2 separate regions of the Gossypium hirsutum genome follow, and region 1 is linked to region 2. The links are chromatin contacts, called in public Hi-C maps. All regions are on one chromosome and are shown on one strand. Each heading gives the region's core, a stretch centred on a gene start, on an enhancer-like site or on the middle of the called end of the contact. The rest is flanking DNA. Distances are from core to core; before and after follow the strand shown.

Region 1 (4,100 bases), core at 908-3,407, 97 kb before region 2:
TTTTATCAACTTTCACAAATTTATTACATAAAATTTCCACCCTTATTGTAGTTCTGTCCAAACATAGGATCTTTATACTCGAGCTAATTCAATGTTAGCCCGGCCCAAAACAAAATTCAGGGTCAACATTTTCCCAACTCCATATTGAAAGGGCTTAACCTCGGATTGTTGAGCTTGAATATTACAAAAATGTCTACCAAATGAAGTTTGTAGAAATATAATTTTAGCCCTTCACCAAGTATCTGTTTGCCTTTAAAATTGGATGCCATTTGCACACAAGAAACAGAATATATATATATTATATAAAGAAACAAAGGCCTAACTCCAAAGAAAATAATATGGTAGCATGGAACATAGTCTTTAGGAGCTTGTTTGGTAGACACCGAACTATTTGGATAAATCATTTAGTTGGTCAAAGTGTTCCACCAACAGGTACCTGTCAAAAAGTATCAGATTGGAGGGACCATCACCTGAAACATCCTTCAACTTCATTAAAACACGCAACTAATCATTCATATATACATATATTTGTGTATGTATGTATGTATATCTTCAGCAAAGTGCAGGAAACTCATTTCGAGACTGGCTAACATATGGTGGCATCATCATCTTCTTTCATTGAGCCAAGAGTTATAAAAGAAAGGGGCGTATAAAGGTTTGAATGGTTAATGCTGAGCTACAAATGTGCCTTCTAAGCTACAAATGTGCCTTAGTTAGGAAACTCACTTTAATCACTTTGCATTTCCAGAGTAGATGCCAACAAAGTTAATATCATATAGGAGAGTTGCATTGGCAGGTATGTTGCAGTCGCCTAAATAAAGAAGATCATGGAGTTAGTGAGGTAATTGTCACAACAATGAATGTTTAACAACACATCCAGTTATATCTGGGAACTAACCGGAAAAGCATCCCGCAGGTTCTGGTCCATATGCTAAGTTTGGTGGAATCTGAAGCCTACGTTTTCCACCTGTGTCAAAATCAACATCATAAACAATTACTCTACAACAATATGAGAGGAAATAAAGTCATGCTAAAAGTAATATGCAGTGTCTCGGAATCGTACCAACAAGCATAGGAGGGACTCCTTCACCCCCTAAAATTCCCTGGTCCAATCCCTTAATGACCTGAAATGAAGGCATGGTATGAACTTAAATTAATGACCTGAAAGGAAAGATTGACAGTAGTATATCAGCAATAGACGAATCTATGGGGGAAAATGTACCTTGCCAAGACCAATTCGCATGGTGAGAGGTCTAGCACGTTTATAGCTACTATCAAAGACTATCCCATCAGCAAATCTTGCAGTGTAGTGAATCTATGCAAAGAACAAATTAGAGAAAATAGTGTTAATTCGATCAATCTGATGTTCACATATTTTGCAGTGTCTCATGTCAATATGGATCATGCAATGCATTCATATTATAAATATATCGATATTTACACATCTGGGTCTTCAAAAAATTGCCATGGCAAGTTTCTACCCTTTTGGATTTGAAGCCTAAAATATGGTCATGGTAAGTAGTAATGCTATTGAGTTCCTCATTCATGTGCATATCTACTTGGCTGTAACATTAATTGTAGCATCAACCAATAACCAACAAAAAAATTAATCTGAAATCAAGAGATGAAGTTACATTGACAAGCTCTCCACGTGGAGCTTCCACACCAGACCCTACAATAACATCACAGTAACCAAGACCAGATTTGGCATAGTTGAGCTCACATTGAGGTTCCCCAACAGTTGCAAAATACTCGATCCTGGTGGCATCAGCCTCCAATGGTGAGCAAGCAAGAAGTGAAGCTGCTAAAAGCCCAACACCCACATTGAAAACACATTGTTTCGCAACAGGTTTTGAGTTGAAAGAGAGTTTGGGTTCGTTGGGAGGTGGGAGTGGCGTGGAAGAAGAGCAAGAACAGGAGAAGGATGGCGATGAAGTGTGCTTAGAGTTGGAGAAACGATGGGTCAATGGCTTTGCAGTTGCAATGGCTAAAGCAGAGGTCGCCATTTTTCCTTTTTTATGATTCTTTGGATTTGGAAAGCAAAATTTTCTAAGCGGAGAATTCGGATAGGAAAAATAAATGAACTACTTTGGCAGGAAATTCTGTTCGTCGGATATGGATAAGATTTAGGCTTTCATTTATAATTACACTGATGTTAAGTAATCCGGGATTAACTTATTTTTATAAGTTATTGTACTTTGTTCAAATTAAATTTAAAACATTATTATTAACATATATTAATCTGATTTTGTATAAACATATAATCACTTATACTAATTAAATTAAAAATATTTTTATTATAAAATTCAAACTTTTTATTAAATATTGTGTTAATTGTAGATTATTTTACGTTAAATTATTATTATGGTATCTCTATTATGTTTAAATTTAAGATGTATCTATACTTTAATTTGACATAATTTGGTTCATCTACATAATATCATTAGTTCGACAAAATAGTTGACACTCTTAATTATTATAGTTAAAACGTCGACGGAGAAATTTTTTCTTAAAAGCATTCGTTCCATCTTTTTTTTTTATATAGAGTAAAGGTATCCTCCATGTCCGTTTCTAGGGTCCATAGAGGTTAATCCTTTTGGGATTTGTAGTTGCCCCTCTCCCAACAATGCAATCTTTAAGATTCAAACTTAAGTCCTCTATTGGGAGTAAAATATATCTTATCATTGCACTCAATACTTATTGGTCTCATTCCAATTTATCATGTCGAAAAAAAAATTGTGTTAGAAAGGTTTTTAAAAAAAATTCACATAATCATTTTAATCAAAATAGTTAAGAATGTTAATTATTTGAACAAACTAATACCAAAAGGTAAATGACTAAATTATGTCAAATTAATATATGAAAATTAAATCTCAAACATGAGCATAGTAGAAGATAGTGTAATATCCTGAAATCTCCAGTACTATTCCAAGTCTTGGTATAGTGAAATATAGAAGAAAATTTGAAGATTAGTTTTACAATTGTAGCCTTAAAGGATTGTTTTGATTCTTAAAAAGAGGAAATTTGAGTGAATGATTGTGAATATGAGATTTTGGTATATAGGACTAAATTGTAAAGTTGGAAAAGTTAGAGACGTTAGTGTCATTTAATCAAATTGAGGAAATAAGGGTTAATAATGATTGTGGAGCATAAAGATGACTTGGATTGGGTATTAATTTGATGAAAGTCACTTTGGGGATTAAATGGAAAAATTAAAAAGCACAGAGGCTTAATGTGCAAATTTCCCAACAAGCGAGAAATGAGACAAAAAGTATGAACTATGAAGGGAGTGCCTTATCATTAATATTTGTAAGTAACGGTAAAAAAATACAGATTTATTGGACTCAATTAAATAAATATGAGAGTTTAGGGATTAAATCATAAAATTTTTATTTTTAACAAAATAGGTTCTAAATGCAAAACTATGTATGGAAAATTAATAATTATAATTGAAATTTTAAATCCAGGAAAATTTGAAGGATTAAGTGACTTGAATGGAATATACAATGGTGAAAGAAAATAGGTTTACTTTTCAAGATTGATTGTTAGGAATCAAAACCTTTGAAATTTGTTAAGAGATTAGAGAGAAGTTTGTGAGAAAATGTAAAGAGAAATTTCTATCATGAATGAGTCCTTGGGGAAATTACCATTTAAAACCTTTTATCAATCAAAATCTAACTTTTTCCTATTCACACATTAACCCCAATAATTTTATAAATTTTACGATTTAATCCTTACTTCATTACCCACCAATTAATCACTAATAAAAGCATAATTATTGCACCAATTAATCTAACCCACGACTTTACTCGAAACTCATTTTTAAAAATCTCTCAATTTGATTTTCAAAATAGCTCGATTCACAATTTCGATCCAAAATCGACCTTTTCAATTTTAAAAAAATCTGGGCGTTATAGCTTAACTAAAACCATTAATTTCATATATGTTTAATAAGTAGAAAAGCATACTACTAAGCATAAATCAAGTCATAACATAATGGAGTAAACATATAAACATCAACATCACGATAAAAGCATCGCATATCACAACTAAACCATCGCCCCTGTTAACGAACATGAAACAATGAACGGATACATGAA
Region 2 (4,625 bases), core at 1,126-3,625:
AATTTTGTTCATTCACTTGGTACTTTAGAGTTGAAGCTATGCAGCAGTTAATGCGGTTTTCAAAAAGACAATATAGGATGAACTTGCTTGTTATTGTGATCGTGGACTTCAATAAAATACTGAACCATCTATTGACCAAATGCTAGGAAAGTATTTTTAAAGTTGAGCGAGAAAGCAATGTGAATAAAGAGAACATTAGAGCCAAATTAGGGTGGGAGGTGGGCTAGAAATGTCCTTGAATTTCATGTGAATGAGATTTTCAGACTCTGCTTGAAAACTAAAATTGCTTTTGTATGGAGAGAGTCAAAACTTATGTCATTAATTAGCATAACGATCATGTTTCACTTATCCTGGTTTGCAAGTGTTAAAAGGAAAGAAGAAAAATGCCGAGTATGCTTGAGTTGATGGTGCTAGATGGGCACCTCTAAATATCTGTATATTGAGAAGAATTGTAATTACTGACCTCATAAAGTATAAGGCAATGGAATACAAATACATCAATTAGTGAAAATAGGTTGATATATCTATTAGTGTACTTATATGCGCATCAATTTATTAATTAAATGTGTAGTTTCAGTTGTTTAATTGATATGTGGAAAACTAAACCTTAATGCGGTTTATGTTTCTCAGTCCACTTCAGGAGCTAGTAGTATAGCACAAAAAGCAGGAGTTGCCGCATTAGGCTTGGGCTGTGCTGGTGGGGAAGCAATTTCCACCATGGTGGAAGCATTCAGGGAACGGCGAGATTTCTTGGTTAAGAGCTTTGGGGAATTGGAAGGTGTTAAGATATCAGAACCTCAGGTACCCCTATTGGCGCAGAGTCTCTTATTACCAAAAGAAAAAAGAAACCTCATTTATGTACTTCTCAGTTTGTTCGGTGTTAGATATTTAGCTCTTCAATTAACATGTTTCTTGCTTGCACGACTTCTGGTTTGCAGGGAGCTTTCTATCTATTCATTGATTTCAGCTCCTACTACGGAATAGAAGCTGAAGGTTTTGGCAAAATCGAAAATTCGGAGTCACTTTGTCGATACTTCCTGGACAAGGCTCAGGTATGCTTTGTTGAATGCTGTTTCAGGACTCTTTTTCTTTTTGAAGTGATTAAGAAGGGCTAGGCTGTTTTTCATAGACATTATTGGGAACTGATTGAATAATACCGTGATTAATGTTGAAGATGAAATAATCAAAGACTGCTGCAAATTATTGACAGGTTGCACTAGTCCCTGGAGATGCATTTGGGGATGATAGCTGCATTCGGATATCATATGCAGCATCCCTCACCACCTTACAAGCTGCTTTTGAGAGAATTAAGAAAGCACTCATCTCCCTCAGGCCTGCTGTTCCTGTTTAACACATGAATTATATATCATTTAGCATGTTTAATTGTTGGTTGTATTTTGTTTTGGGATTTGAATTTTTTATGTTTTAATAAGCTTTTTTTTTAATAAACTCTGGATTTTCTCTGTTCTCTTCCATAATTGTCATACATGTGTCGATCCTGAGATGAGAATGTTCCCAAAGGAATATTTCATTGTAGGCTAACTAGATGTAGTGCTCCAAGGAATGCATTCACTAGCTAGTTAGATGGTACAGAATTAAGGAGAAGCAACCCTACCCTTTCCCTTTTTGGCAATACAAATAATATTGCTGCCCAACTTGAATATTCTGCTTAAGGCATCCCTAAGAAGCCAAGGAACCCTTAGTCCAAAGCCTGAAACTATTGACTTTAGCTTTAAAACAATTAATCTCTAATGTCAAGAATTCTCTTCTTCCATCCATGCATTTCCTCCATTACGATGTCAATAAACTTTACCAAGAACCTTAAACCCAAAACTTGAAATGGTGGCTTCGATACCATGGCAACAAGGGTCAGCAAAAATTGTATTTTTTTTTTTTACTTAGAAACTACAGTAGTACACAAAGGTTTTGGGTGTTGGAGTTTGGAGCAATTGTAGTGTGTCCAATGAAGGTTGTAGAGGTGGGACTTTTTGTACCCTGATAAGTCCTAAGGACTGGTCTGCTGTTGCAAAAGCCCCTGAATTCGACCAAGTTGCTGACAAAATAATATTCAGGCTTTTGAATGGAAGGGTTTTCAGAGATTCAATTGTGTGCGTATTAAGGAGGCCTTTGCTGCCATATTTGATTCTTTGGTTTGATTCCTTGTTGTTGAGGCTATTTTTATACATAACAACACCTTTAGTAGACCCCTATAATTTTAATTCCTTTAAGGTTGACATTGAAGACTACGTTTCCATTCTTGAATTTGAGTTACATAGATCGAAAATTCTTACATGTAATGTTCACAAATTTTGGGCTGATCAAGTTACACTTGATGCAGATGGCAAGCTTAGCTACTTCGGGCTTGGGCTACACAAACAGAGGTATGAGAATATTCTTATATGTTAGATACCTGAATCCCTGTGGGAGGAACATGTTGAACACATGCAACAGTTACTTCCATTAATTTTTAATTGTGTAGACAGTAGATTCATAAATAATTTGGTGTTTATTATGATAGGAATCAAGCCCTCCTAGCATATTAATAGCAGTTGGCAAAGCTCCCCCAAATTCTATTGGATATCAGAGGACATTACCCTATACAAGGCCAAGTTTAGTTAATGTTAATTTGTGGTAATTTATTTGAGCGAATGGTAACTAATTAATAAGGAATATATGAAAACCTACAGATGATGTAAAGAGTGGAAAATGTAAAGGCAAAGGAAGGCAGCCTCTAAAACAACTTGCTCAATCATTCTGATTCACTGACACATCAGAGGAAGTGCAATTTATTGTTTCTACTCGCATAGCAAGTGTTATTTCGTTCAAGCTGATTTTTTTTTTTAAAAATTTTCTATAATTTATTGTAAAATATAATAATTATTATAATTATAATTATTATTAACAATTCTTTTTAATGATTTTTTAAAAGAACGTATGACACTATGATATTTCATTTATAATTTTTTGATATTATATTGTAATATTTGTATAGAGAAAATTAAAACCATTCTTAAATCTATAGATTTTTATTGTATTTAATTAAATAAAAGTTAATAAATTTTTTTTATATGTATTACCGGTTAGAAAATTATTAAATGACCAGAATTTTATAACACAAGTAATATATTAGAAGAGTTATATAGGTAATTTACTTTTATTTATTTAAAAATAAATAAATAAAACCATTCTCTTTAGTATTTGAACATGGGTGCACAAGATGTTAAGATCTCAACTTCCTAACGTAACCAAAATCTAATGGGTAGTTTACTTACCTTGAATGAACTTAGTTTCCATTCAATAAACTACTTCCCCTGTTAATCGGATCTAGAGTTATAATCAAGATGAGAGAGTTTGAATAGTGGTAAGTTCGAGCTCGATTAAAAACTTGAGGCTTGAGCTTAATCGAATATCAATTTTTAAGTTTAAGATATAATTAAGTTATTTGTGCTTGAGCTCAATTAAACCGTTTATCAATTTTTACATTTAAATTTAAGCTTGAATTTATCTAAATTTTTTAGGAATTTTATATTAAATTTCAACTAAGTCACTTTTGCATATAAAAATTTGATTGTTACGTAATATTTAATAAGGTATCCATGAAAAATTATTTCTAGCAGTCATTAAAAATTTGATTGTCGGGTTAAATATTTTTGCATATAAAAATTTGATTGTATGTGATAGAGATATAGACTATTTGATATTTCAAAGTGACTTGTGGCAGTTATGGAGAGCAGTGCGAAATTAATTTCGAAAATGTGTAAACTAAAGTTTAACATAATGTATTTTAGAATTTATCTGGTAAACAACGAGGGATTGGTATTATTGATAGAAGTTAAGGTTTCGGGTTCTTAGAGCATAGACGTTTGTCATGTGTGAGCCTATGGATTATTTAGATTCTTCATTCATTTGTGGGTTATATTAGTTTGATTTTACTTTGTAGTTGTTTGGACATGCATTTGTGTTTTTACTTGTGATTACATTGGATCTGTACTCATAAACTCTAAAAAAATAGTTTAATAAAGATTTATTTCATGATTTGGCCCTTAAAGTATATCCCTTTTTCCACTTTGGTATTTAAAACTTTTTTAATCCAATTTGATACTTAAAGTATTCATTGGTTATTGTTTTGGTCTAATTTTTTTAACACTGTTTAATTTTTTTTGGCAAATTAGGGCGGCGCGTTTATCTGCGATTAGTGTAAAAATAACAGTGATGGTGAAATTAAATGCTGTAACGATATTGTAGCGTGAGATAAAAAAGAGAGCTAAATGCTTGAAGGTAAACGCCCAGAAAAAAGGGACCTTAAGTCATGCCACATATCTTTAACATTTCACATAAAATAATTTTCTTAAAGATATTTTAAATAAAAAACATATTTTGGAATTCTAAAAAAACCATTATTTCCCCTTCACCACCTCCGCTCATCACCAAGCCTCAAATCGCTTGACCAGCCCAACACCACCATACACCATTGTTCCTGTTATGAGTTAAAAACTAAAGTAAAAACGGTGCGTATAGAAGCTTTAGTAGGCGTATAAAAGCTTTAGTGAAACGGGGCATTTTGATCCAAGTCAGCTTTGGCAGTAGCCAACTTTGGAGTCGTTATTGTTTTCTCTTTTTTCCTT

What was found. A called contact is a pair of places that touch in the nucleus more often than the background predicts.
Region 1: a contact with region 2 is called in a Hi-C map of leaf, with 3 times the contacts expected there. The contact joins the promoter of LOC107913681 here to the enhancer-like site in region 2. A contact is called at or near these places in 3 of 34 Hi-C or Micro-C datasets (all in leaf).

Annotation. Positions count from the first base shown.
Region 1 is chrD11:38,351,060-38,355,159 of Gossypium_hirsutum_v2.1, reverse strand. It overlaps LOC107913681 (photosynthetic NDH subunit of lumenal location 4, chloroplastic), which reads right to left and starts at 2,157. Exons shown (of 6, transcript XM_016842337.2): 1 at 1,635-2,157; 2 at 1,223-1,315; 3 at 1,064-1,124; 4 at 899-967; 5 at 727-811; 6 at 145-470. The coding sequence starts at 2,006. The coding sequence ends at 732.
Region 2 is chrD11:38,253,536-38,258,160 of Gossypium_hirsutum_v2.1, reverse strand. It overlaps LOC107913684 (bifunctional aspartate aminotransferase and glutamate/aspartate-prephenate aminotransferase), which reads left to right. Exons shown (of 10, transcript XM_016842341.2): 8 at 631-801; 9 at 939-1,052; 10 at 1,211-1,469. The coding sequence ends at 1,351. Among protein-coding and RNA genes, the nearest start is that of LOC107913684, 6.6 kb to the left of the region's middle. Within about 2 kb of position 2,375, at least 3 of the 9 cell types and tissues checked have an H3K27ac peak or open chromatin away from gene starts, as enhancers often do. A contact at or near this core is called in leaf, where this site is marked.